2 separate regions of the Gossypium hirsutum genome follow, and region 2 is linked to region 1. A link is a contact called in public Hi-C data. All regions are on one chromosome and are shown on one strand. Each heading gives the region's core, a stretch centred on a gene start, on an enhancer-like site or on the middle of the called end of the contact. The rest is flanking DNA. Distances are from core to core; before and after follow the strand shown. Region 1 holds the start of LOC107948113 (stearoyl-[acyl-carrier-protein] 9-desaturase, chloroplastic-like). Region 2 holds the start of LOC107957237 (selenoprotein F).

The links. A called contact is a pair of places that touch in the nucleus more often than the background predicts.
Region 2: a contact with region 1 is called in a Hi-C map of leaf, with 2.2 times the contacts expected there. The contact joins the promoter of LOC107957237 here to the promoter of LOC107948113 in region 1. A contact is called at or near these places in 2 of 34 Hi-C or Micro-C datasets (both in leaf).

Annotation. Positions count from the first base shown.
Region 1 is chrA05:65,235,617-65,241,050 of Gossypium_hirsutum_v2.1, forward strand. LOC107948113 (stearoyl-[acyl-carrier-protein] 9-desaturase, chloroplastic-like) reads right to left here and starts at 4,102. Exons shown (of 3, transcript XM_016882581.2): 1 at 3,773-4,102; 2 at 2,954-3,458; 3 at 1,895-2,775. The coding sequence starts at 3,897. The coding sequence ends at 2,215.
Region 2 is chrA05:65,428,301-65,434,490 of Gossypium_hirsutum_v2.1, forward strand. It overlaps LOC107957237 (selenoprotein F), which reads left to right and starts at 2,088. Exons shown (of 4, transcript XM_016892705.2): 1 at 2,088-2,439; 2 at 3,669-3,727; 3 at 4,528-4,709; 4 at 5,125-5,367. The coding sequence starts at 2,259. The coding sequence ends at 5,200.

The DNA of each region.
Region 1 (5,434 bases), core at 2,852-5,351:
TAAATTTATAATTGTAAAATTATACTTTGATTCCTCTAAAAATGATAAAAATTTAATTTAATTTTTTAAAAATTATAAAGATATAAATTATTAAAATAAAAAATTATAATAAAAATATGAAACTTAATTTCAACCTCTTAAAATTTTTTTGACTTAGCTCGGGCATGGCTTTAGTGTAGTGAAGCATCAATAGCTTTAAGAAACCACCGATATTTTCAAAGATATTTTATTACACACGTGGTGCTTTAAAATGCTTAAAGCATGGGTGGGTTCCTTCAGGGCCCATGCTTAAGGGTATTACACACAACAATTAACTGAATCATTAACCGACCCATGCTTTAAGGGTATTACAAACAACGTGCTTTAAATTGGTTTAAATGATCTTAAAATGCCTTGTTGATCTAATGCAAAAAGCAATTAAATACATTAGATTGGATTGTCTGCAGGTGAAGTGGGATAGTTTAGAGTATGTACATGTATGTGATATATATATATTAAATTTCATTTTAGTTCCTAATACATGTGATATTTTGATTCTATTATATTTGTAATAGACTATTTTAATAATTTTTTTTATAATTTTTATAAATTTTTAATATTTTTATATTTTATATATTATTTTTAGAACTTTTAAAAATATTTAGAAATAACTATTATCTTCTTTTTATTTTTTTACTATTTTTAATAACTTTTACATTTTTTTACAACTTTTAATAATTATTTTATAATATTCTAAAACACATCCATAATAAGTCTAGACTAGTTGATGTCCATAATTAAATGCACTTGAACGTACATTTGTTCATGTTCATTCAGAATGTGCATTTTTAGTTTTTTAAACAATTTTTAAAATTTTATTTTCTTAGATGTGTACTGACGTGGCATGTTATGAAACATACTTATTCATATGGCATGTCATGTATCACTTTTTCGTTGCTTTTGTTAATTACGTCGACATCCATTAACAGTCAAGCTGGTTAATAACAATTTCTATTAGCAGAAGGGTTTCGTTGATTTTTTTAACTCAATTGCGTGCACTTTTTTTTAAGGGCTTAATTGTTTTTACTCTACCTTATATACACTTATCATCATTCCAACAATACTTGTGAATTTTTTAAACTCCACATGTACCATATCTTTATAACAAAACTTTAACTATGGGCTCTCTTGCGGTATTTCTTCAATGGAAGAAACCACTAAAAGTTAGAGAAAATTATTTAGAGCTTAGTTCAGTTTATAAATGAAAGCATGAACATAAAGAAGAGTTAAAATGTTACGCGGCATTGTTGGGAATTTTTAAATTTTGCCAATCCAAAACAAAATAGAGGGAGATGAAATTTTAATTTTGTTGAAAATTTCTAATAATATCCCATATCTCATTTTAGTTGTATTTAGAAGAATCTTTTACTAAAAATCATAAGAGAACTTATAATTAAAGTTACTCTATTTAAATAATAAAACGAAACTTGTCGACATCACTGGAATTCGAAATAAATAAACTTGAGTTTTTAAGTCTAATAAGACATTCTCTTTCCTTATTTCCTCTTGTACTAAACTCGACATCTGTAGTAAAATCCAAATGAATGATTCAACTTAAAATAATAATATGAATGAAATTCAATCAAAAATGTATAGAGTCATAATTAAAGTTTTTTATCAAACAGTGCAACCCTAATATTGTATAAAAATAAGAAATAAAAAATAAAAACCGTAGTCATGGTATAGTAACAGTGGGTATATTATTAGCTGAACTATGTTACTCGTGTAAGAAAAAGTACGATCTACAGCTTGACATTTACCACTTGCGTTTTCTTCAGTGACAACGTTAGATGTTGAAGGTTGTCACATTATATGTAAAGTAGGTTTTCCCATTCAAAACAAAACTAACCCAATATCGAGAAGGAAGTTTTTATTGCAAACTAAAAACTATGACTACACAGCATTATCACTAAGATATGAAGATTGTTTCAACAAAAACAACACATACTACTCGTACAACGATATAACAGACATTATGAAAACAAACATCTAAAACTATCACAGCTGCCACTATCGGCATTATTTTTTAAGGACACAACACATCCAGAAAACAAGTGCTACCCTATTACATATACAACCACTATTACATCGGATATATAAAGAGAAGTTTGCATTCAGCTTCTTCGTGTTTGTTTCCTCAAATGCATTGCAGGAGTCTTAACTGTATTTCATGGCCTAAAGTTTCACTTCTCTATCAAAGATCCAACTGAATGGGATACTGGGTGCTTCCTTGGCCTTTTCTTGCGCTCTCTCCTCTAACCTTCTAATTCTCGAAGGAAGTGCACACAAGTAGTCCTGAGCTTTGCGCCCCTCGGCCGAAAGCCCAGCTAGCTCCTTCACCTTCCATCGATCCACCAGGTGCTCTACTATATCAACATAGTCCTTAGCAGTGTAAACCCCGATTCTTTGGGCGACAGCTGAGTAGTGGTCAAATAAGTTATAATCTCTGCCATCATAGATGAACTCAGCCGGCATGGCAATTTTCTTCTTCATCATATCAGCAAATGCCTGGACTGTTTCATCAGGATCAATCTCAAACAGCTTTTCAACGATTTTGGTATAGGCTGTCTCGTGGCGCTTCTCATCTGAGGCAATGCTACCACAAATTTGAGCCAAGTTAATATCCCCATACTCCTTGGCCAGCCTGCCTGTATTCCCATGGGAAATAAAAGTTGCCCTTTCTTGGAACGAAGTGTATATGAATCCTCGGTAAGGACTATTCTCTGTATGAGGATCCTATCGTTATACAGAAGAAAGAGTTTAGTTTAACAATGACAGATTGGAACTGTATAAAAAGAAAATAATGACATCTTGCATGCTTGTCTGTTTTCCTTTCTTTGTAATTGAAAAGAGTAATTAAATGTCAATCACTCAATCATCCTCCTAAACTGTGTAGCAAGTATGTTATTCTTACCATTCCCGATCCAATCAAGTACTGGATTGTCCTCTCAATTTGCCTCATGTCCACTCTCCCAGACAAGTAGAGATACTTATTAAGCAGATCACCATGCCTGTTTTCTTCAGCAGTCCAAGCCCTGGTCCAAATGGCCCAAGGGGTAAGGCTAGCACCTGTCTCATCACGAGTTCCATCCAAGGTATTAAGCATTGTTTGATAAGTTGAAAGGGCTTCCTCAGTGATCATATCACCAACCAAAACTACAAAGTAATCATCTGGGATTTCCTTTGCCCTTTCCCTAAGCTCTTTGACTTGCTCATGAAATCCGTCAGAATTAGGATCTGGAAGAAAGTCGGCGGGTTGCCAACATTTCTCAACTGGTTTGAGGTGAGTCAGAATGTTGTTCTCAGCCCAGCCCTCCAAAGATTTAAAGATCTCAATCTTGTGAGGCGGCATGGAGTGGGTGATCTGAACAGGCACCTCCTTTGGAGGCGTGAAAGGCTTTTTCAGATTCCCAACCTCTCTGTGTTCAGTAAAAATAAACCAACTTTGGGATTACTTTCATTCTCATACTCATACATCATCATTGTTACTAAGGATTCAAAGACAACAATATCATAATTTGAAAAAGTTCAAATCTCATCATAACAATGATTAGAGGCCATTAAACAACAAGAACGTTAAGATTGTGAGATATCATAAAAGAGAAGTCCTGAAAGCCATGTCAGTTAGACAAAACAACAAAAACCCAGATTCAAAATCAGCTTTAAGTAAAAAAAAAAAAGAAGAAGAAGAAAAAAAGGTTATGCCAAAATGAAAAGAAAGAAAGACACTAACTTGGAGCCAGAAGGAATGGTGGAGATCATGGAAAACTTGGGAGATCTGAGGGTGGCCTTTCGTGGAAGAGCAAAGCAAGGGAGCTTCTGAGATTTCGAGGCGATGGGATTAAAATTCAAAGCCATTTTTTCTTTTCGTTTGGCTTTCCTGGTTTGGGTTTTGGACGGCTTTTAACTTTATAGACTCCTCCGTCTTTGTTTGCAAGTGTTGAAGAGTTCACTTAAGGGGGATACTTTATTGGTGCTACTTTAACACATTAGCCCTAACTTTTGTTTTAATTGCTGATTTTCTCTACATATTTTTAATGTAAAAAAAAGAAAAGAAAAGAAGAAGCCGACATCGCTTAAACACACACTGTACAGTAGACTAGACTAGTGGTGGCGAGAAAACATGCAATCGCAGTTTAATTACGTGTACCTTTCTTTTCAATGACAGTTTAATAATTAATATTTTTATAATTTTTAAAATATTAAATTAAATTTTTATTATTTATAAGTGGTAATAATGTAATTTAATTTTTATTATTTTAAATTTTTAAAAGGGTTAAATGAATAATTTTTTATTTTTAGGGAGTGGAGCTTGCCAATCCCTTAAATCCACCATTGACGTTATTTGTATTCTTTTTTAATAGTTGTATATTATATTATTATTTTGAATTTTAATAATTTTATTTTAAAAAAATCAAATCCAAATGAAAATTTTAAAATTTAAGAAGAAAATGTTGATGTGGCACGAAATTATTGAAACGTGATAATATCTCTGTTTCATACAATCTTTTTTCTTAAACTAAATGTACGGGTGATAGTTGCGAATATAATGACAAGTTTGGATATAAAAAATAAAATGTAATATTTAAAGAAAGGGGTGAATTTTAAAATTATATATGAATTTTGATTTAATGTGCAATTATATGAACTTTAATTTTATGTAATTATATACATGAAACTCTAATTGTGGTTCAAATATATACTTAAAACTTTAATTTTAATTTAGTCATACACATTTAAATAAATAAATACATCAATTTATTTTTATATTAGATAAAAATAATTATTTATGTATGTAATATATAAACAAAATTTCATGTATAAAATTACACAGAATCAATATTCATGTATATAATTACGCATCAAATCGTAGTTCATGTATAATTTTGATATTTATCCCGTAAAAAATAATATATTAATATGTTTATATATATTAATATTAGAAAATACATCGTTACCTAACGAAAAAATAAATTAAAATTGCAAATGTGATATATATATTTTTAAGGATAACGGAAAAAATTACCTTATGCTTTACCAAATCTTTCAATGTGGTATCTTCACTTTTAATTTGTCCTATTTAGTATATGTACTTTAATTTTGTTAATAGTAAAAATATTTAATCTTAACCCCGTTAAAAAATTGATGACATGGCATACTGACCAATCAAGGGATGCCACGTGTCTATTTATTGACCTTTGATTGCTAGCTCAAGCCCTTATGACTAGGGGTGTTCAATCAGTTAACCGACCCGAAATAACATTAACCGAATTAACCGACCTTTCAAAATTTTTAACCGTTAACCGAACTGAAATTTTTAAAAAAAAATTAACCGAACCAAAAAATTTTCGGTTAATTCGGTCGATTAACCGAATTAACCGAAAATTATATCTTT
Region 2 (6,190 bases), core at 838-3,337, 190 kb after region 1:
TATGGTAGACGTTTGACTGTATCAAAATATACAACTCAGAATGTTGGGACAATGATAACCTCAAGCCTGAGGATCATATACATAGTTATCAATATGAGTAATGTTTGTAATTATTACATAATAATCCAAGAAACATACTCATGGTGGTTCAGTCCAGTATGTTATTCTCTAACACATTCATATGTATTAATTTTGACATCCTTATGTTAATGATAGCACTTTGTCATCAATCAACTACACATTAGTCTCAATGCATTATTATTGTCCAAACCCACAATAATACTTGACTAAGGGCCTTTTAAGAATAATCATATTATTCTCAGGACTTTATTATTAATCAATTTATTTATATAAATAGAAAAAGAAACTGAAATAACAATGACATTGCCTTCTAGTAACAAACAAGGTAAAATGAGTATGTAATTACAACCATCTCATGATTGGTCTTTGGGTATACTCTAACAACTATCCAATCACCGAATTGGTAAATGTTTAATCATTTTGAAGTTAAGCTTGTGGCGTGTATATAGGTTTCTTGGTACATACCTTATGGTATAAAAATCTTGATGAATTGAACATGGAAATGGATTTGGTTTATGATGTTTTGAATGATGTGCATGACAAATGAAGTGGTTAATTCTTAATTTAACAAAATTGGATGCTTTTGGTAAGTTAGAACATGAACTTATTAATTGGTATTTGAATTTAGAAATGCTTGAGATATAAACTAGTGAATGGTTTATTTGGTTCATGATTTATGTATTAAACATGTCTATAATGAATTGTGTATGTAATGGGAGTAAAATGGTATGTTTTGATAAATTTGATATAGGTAATGTTAAGCAATTGAATGAATTTGGTTAGTATGCTCAAATGGTAATGAAATTGTTTAAGCTTAATTGGTGAAAGTGAATTGAATATCTTGTAAAAAAGTTGAATTGAATGTTTAAACTTGAATGGTATGGTTTTGAGTATGTTTTGTACCAATTAGGTTTGATATTTGGTGCATAAAATGTTATGTATGGTTGGAAGTATTGAAATAGGTACCAAATGGTTTATTTATACCAAAAACAGAGTCATTGTCTCGACGACCATTCTTCTTCGCTGCAACGTCGATCGACAGTAAGTGGCGTTACGACATTGAATGACCTGACTCTATGGCATGATAAACTGTTTCCACGACATGGAAGTGATAATGTCACGATGTCAGCCTTGAAGTTTTAAAACTTCACAATTTGGTCCTATTTTGAGCTCGGATTGACAAAAGAGCTTTCGTAAGCTTGATTAAAACTGGATTTGATTGGTTTATATGAAATAAGTATGATTGACATTGAAGTGCATATGCGTATGAAATTTTTTACTGTAAAATGATTGTAGTTACTCCGACAATGAATGTAGCATCCTATAAGTCGAACCTAACAATCGGGTCGAGCGAGGAGTGTTACACTCATCTTTTTCGACCTTAAGTAATATTTTTACCTAACCTGAGCATGATAGTCATTAATGTTGAAAAAAAGAGAAAAGTTGAAACTGCGTAAGCCTTCTTCATGATTTTTTCCCCTTAAATTATTTTATTTATAAAATTATTATTTAATAAATAAATTTCATGTTAGAAAATGAGAAAAAATATTTATTTATTTATAATTATTTATAATTTTGTATGTATTTATATAAATCTTATGTATTTTTATTGAATAATGAAATTTTAAATAATTTTTTGTATTTAATTCTTTTAGTATTTAAGAATCATGGCTAATTTGACCGAATATGTAAAGTTGATAGGTAAATTTGTTAATTTTTTAAGATTTAGGACTAAATTAATAGAATTTGTAAACATTAAAGGGTTAAATTTATTATTATGTAAATATAAAAAAGGTCATCATTAGTGATTTAACTAAAGAGTGACTGAAATGTTAAATTTTAATAATGTTAACAATTAAAATAAAAATATTTAACCTAGATGACCTAATAGTTAGATGATTACTTTTGAAGTTCATCTCGTAAAAAATTGAGTGGGTAAGAAACTTGTCCGACCCAAACCTGACCTACTTATGGACAAAGGTAGCGACTTGTATTTACATTGTTAAAGTAACAAACGACATCGTTTTTATTTCGCTATCAACACTGGCGTTCCGGTTTCCCTTTTAAAGAGGTTAGAACTCAAAAGTACTCTTTCCTCTTTGGAAGCGAAGGAAGCGACTTTCAACTTTGAAGAGGAAGACTTGTTAAAGGAAAGAAGCTGTAAAAGTGAGATAGAGATGTTGAGGTTCACGTTATATTATTGGGTGTTAATAGTTATTTTAATTCCATCTGCCTCCTTTGTGATTGTATCATCATCGAAAGAACAGCTAAGTTCAAAGCAATGTGAGGATCTGGGTTTCACGGGTTTAGCCCTTTGTTCTGATTGCAACACTTTTTCTGAGTATGTCAAGGACAAAGGTACTGAATCAATATCCTCTTCAAAAAATAATTGGAAAACAAACTTGAAAATTCCTTTTTATGCTGCTATAGCGGTTTGCTTGATTAAATTTTGGAAATTTAAGGTGAATTCTTTGGATTAAATTTGGTTTTTTCAGTCTGGGTTTACTTTTTATTTTTTAATTTCTGGGTTTTGATTTTAGGGTATCAGAGGGCTTTGTCTAATCTTTAATTGGGGGGGGGGGGGTTATTTATCGATTTTGATGCGTTTTCCAGTTGGCACTAATGCATCTCTTTGTAATATGGTCAAATGTCAAATAATCATGATAATTTTCTATATAAGCATCTTTGTAGTAGGCAGCAACATTTTAAGTGGTTAAATGACTTAGAATTTCCAATTTAAGGTCAGATCCATTCTTAGCTTGATTGGCAGATTGTTGCAAATACATGAATAGGTGGGTTGGAATGCGTAGGAGCACATTATCCCCCAATTTATGTTATTTATGAGTTGAGAGGGGCAATGGGTAGTTCTAGGAATTGTGTTAAAAAGATTTGATATGATCAGAACGATTATTAAAAAAAAAAAGGCCAGTTGCTTTCTCAAATTTCTCAAGCTATGGCTCCATTCTATTGAAAATTTCAAAATTTCTAAAGTGATTATCATTTCAATACCACATCTGCAATGTCCATTAGGAAGCTTTTTTTTTTTTTTTAAGGAAAATCCTAGTTAATTTTTAAGTATTAGAGTTTTATTGTTTTTCAAATTGCCCTGTCTCCTTTTTGCGTAATCAAATTCCTTAGGCTCCATTCGTGTTTAATTTCCCTGCCTCCTTAAATTCCTTAGGCTCCATTTGGATTTTAACTTAAGCTCCAGTTAGCTGCTGTGAGCTGTATCTAGCACCAAAAAGCTGAATGGTTACCTATTTGATTGTCATCTTCCTGTGCAGTTGGGAACATTTTAACTGTACTATTATGTAGAAATAGAACTATTTTGTGCCTTCAGTACAAAATGAAACTGCCTTGTGATTCTTCTGCTTGATGATGCTATTTCAAGTATGCTGAACCATCATTGTGTGCCAAGTGTAATGCATTTGATTAACAAAAAATGAGTGACACTGGAAATTTAAACAACACAGCTGCTTTGGTGTGTTTATCTTTAATATTAGACTCAACAATAAAGACCAAATAATTGATATGTGCATTACATGCATCAATCTGACTGTAACTATGTCTATGTGTTTTGATGGCAGAGTTGATATCTGACTGCTTGAAATGTTGCACAGAAGACTCAGATGATTCTACAAGTAAGGTATGAAACATGCTTTGGAGATGGGTTTCTTTGGCACGGGAGAGAGGTTCAAAATTTTATGCTTTAATAGATTTTTAACCACTCATGTAATTTTTCTAAATCTCTCTTACACTTTATCCTCCCTGTTTTTCTTTAAAAAAAATATTTTCCTGCTCTATATTGGTGCGTCATTTAATTCCCAGATTATATTGAGACTTGTGAAAAGGAGGATGTTGCGTTTTAGCAAAAGAGTTCATGGATTTTTACATTTTTATTGAATCTCTAGCATATATAATTGTACTGCAGGTACATCAGATACAATGACACTCTTTAATTGTATTAAATATTAAGGGTATTACACCAATATATATATTAAGGGTATTAAGTTTCTTCGTGGACTTTGCATGTAAGAAATATATATCATGTCTTATCTTCTTTCTAAAATGCCTTCTACCAACAACTCTATTCTAAGATCATTTCTGACTTGCACTTAGTCCTGCATTTCTTTAGTCAGAATGGGGAAAGGGAATGATATTTATCCCCTAAAAGAAATATTCTAAGATCATTTTTCTTTGCTGCTCTGTTTGGGGAAAGGGAATGATATTTATCCCCTAAAAAAAGGGGGAAAGGCGGAAGCGAACCATATATGATGGGATTGCAGAACAAAAAGCTTCTAAATTCTAGATATTTGTTGTTCTCAATCACCTTTCTCATTTTAAATGGGAATAGAAGTTTCTTAAATTTGGTATTGCATGCTGTGTTTTTTTTCTTTAAATCTTTTCCTAATTTCTGAAGTTGCATCTATATTCTTGCAATTGCAGATTACTTATTCAGGTGCAATACTGGAAGTTTGCATGAGGAAACTAGTATTCTATCCAGAAATTGTTGGTTTCATTGAAGAAGAGAAGGACAAGTTTCCAACAGTTAAAGTTCAATATCTTTTCAATTCTCCTCCCAAGTTGATCATGTTGGATGATGAGGGCCAACATAAGGAAACCATAAGGTTAGGTGCCTTCTATCTTTTGCTCATATTTGAGATATAATATCCACTGAATAAAGAGGAATACTTGGACAGATTACTTTGGCCAAACTCATGATATTTCTCTTCATTCAAATTTTGGTCCTTCACAGCCAACCATTTTTTTTTCTTTACCTAGGCCCTTTTTTTTCTCCCTCTATGCTTGCTCTCAAGCTGTTTAGAAAGATACGAAACGAATAAATATGATCTTTGTTTATGCACTAAGTTTTACCTTGTTATTCTCCATATATGTGGATACATGCAGAAAAGCAAATCATATAAAATTCAGCCTTTCTTAAGACTTAGGAAACAAGAGTCTTATCAACTTTCCGTTTGCATTATTCCTGCTCACATTTTGGCGAAAACAATGAGGCTTCTTACTCCTGTGATTATTTTGCAGAATTGACAATTGGAAACGTGAACACATGCTGCAATTCCTGCAGAAGAAAGTTCAGCCCTATTCTGCAAGCTCATAGACAGTAGTTCACATTCCTGTTATCGCAAGATAAAGTAAAACCGAACTCAGCAAGATTGAACTATTTATTCATGTTAGCCTTGTCGTTTTAAATTATGTGCTTGAGCTTACTGATTTTCTGTCTTTAAAGGGAAAATAATTATGAATAAAGGAGTATACAGTTGATCAGATAGTATCACTATAAGCCAGTTGACATAATTTAAGAGCTCGTTCATGTATCATGCCCGTTAAGAGAATTCTTTTGAATTGGATTAGCTGTACTTTGACCGGTTGGTGCCTGGTGGAAAGGTTTGACATTTTTTGGTCCATCTTAAACCCGGTCTAGCCGCTATGGTCGAATCTCGAATATTACAATTGTCATGTTATGATTTGAATTTCTTAGGAAGATATTTTTAGAAAACGAATAACTTTGAGAAAAAATCAAAATTTGAATATTAAAGTTGACTTCTTAACTTGAATTTTAGCAGCGGAAAAAAAAATTAACAAAAACTTGTTTGTTGATTAAAAATCGTCGTTGGATAAAATATTGGAATTTTAAACAAACAGGTTTAATTGTCGTAAAAACATATGTTTGATTTTGTAATAAGTTTTTTAAGTCTAAAAACATATATATATTGATTTAGCATATCTTTGAAATATTTAATGTACTCTCAAACATTTCACACAATTTCTTTTATCAAAGATTGGTAGATTCAATAATTCGATCCCAAATTCAAATTCCAACTCGGATGGAAGAAATCCAGTTCTGAATCCTTTATTAATAAATTAATAATATGTTAAAACTCTAAAAATAAACCATTGAAGTCTCATTCCAAAAGTCGAATGAGTAGACCTACGTATCTATCTTCCAAGCGAGAGTACTTTCTCTTAAGGGTAAGAACACAAATTCGAGCAGCACGAAAATGAACGCTTCGTAGGCGCATAAAAACATTATTAGTTTCGGCCTTAAGAGATGAAAGGAAAATATCGATATCAGAACTTCGAAGTTTAC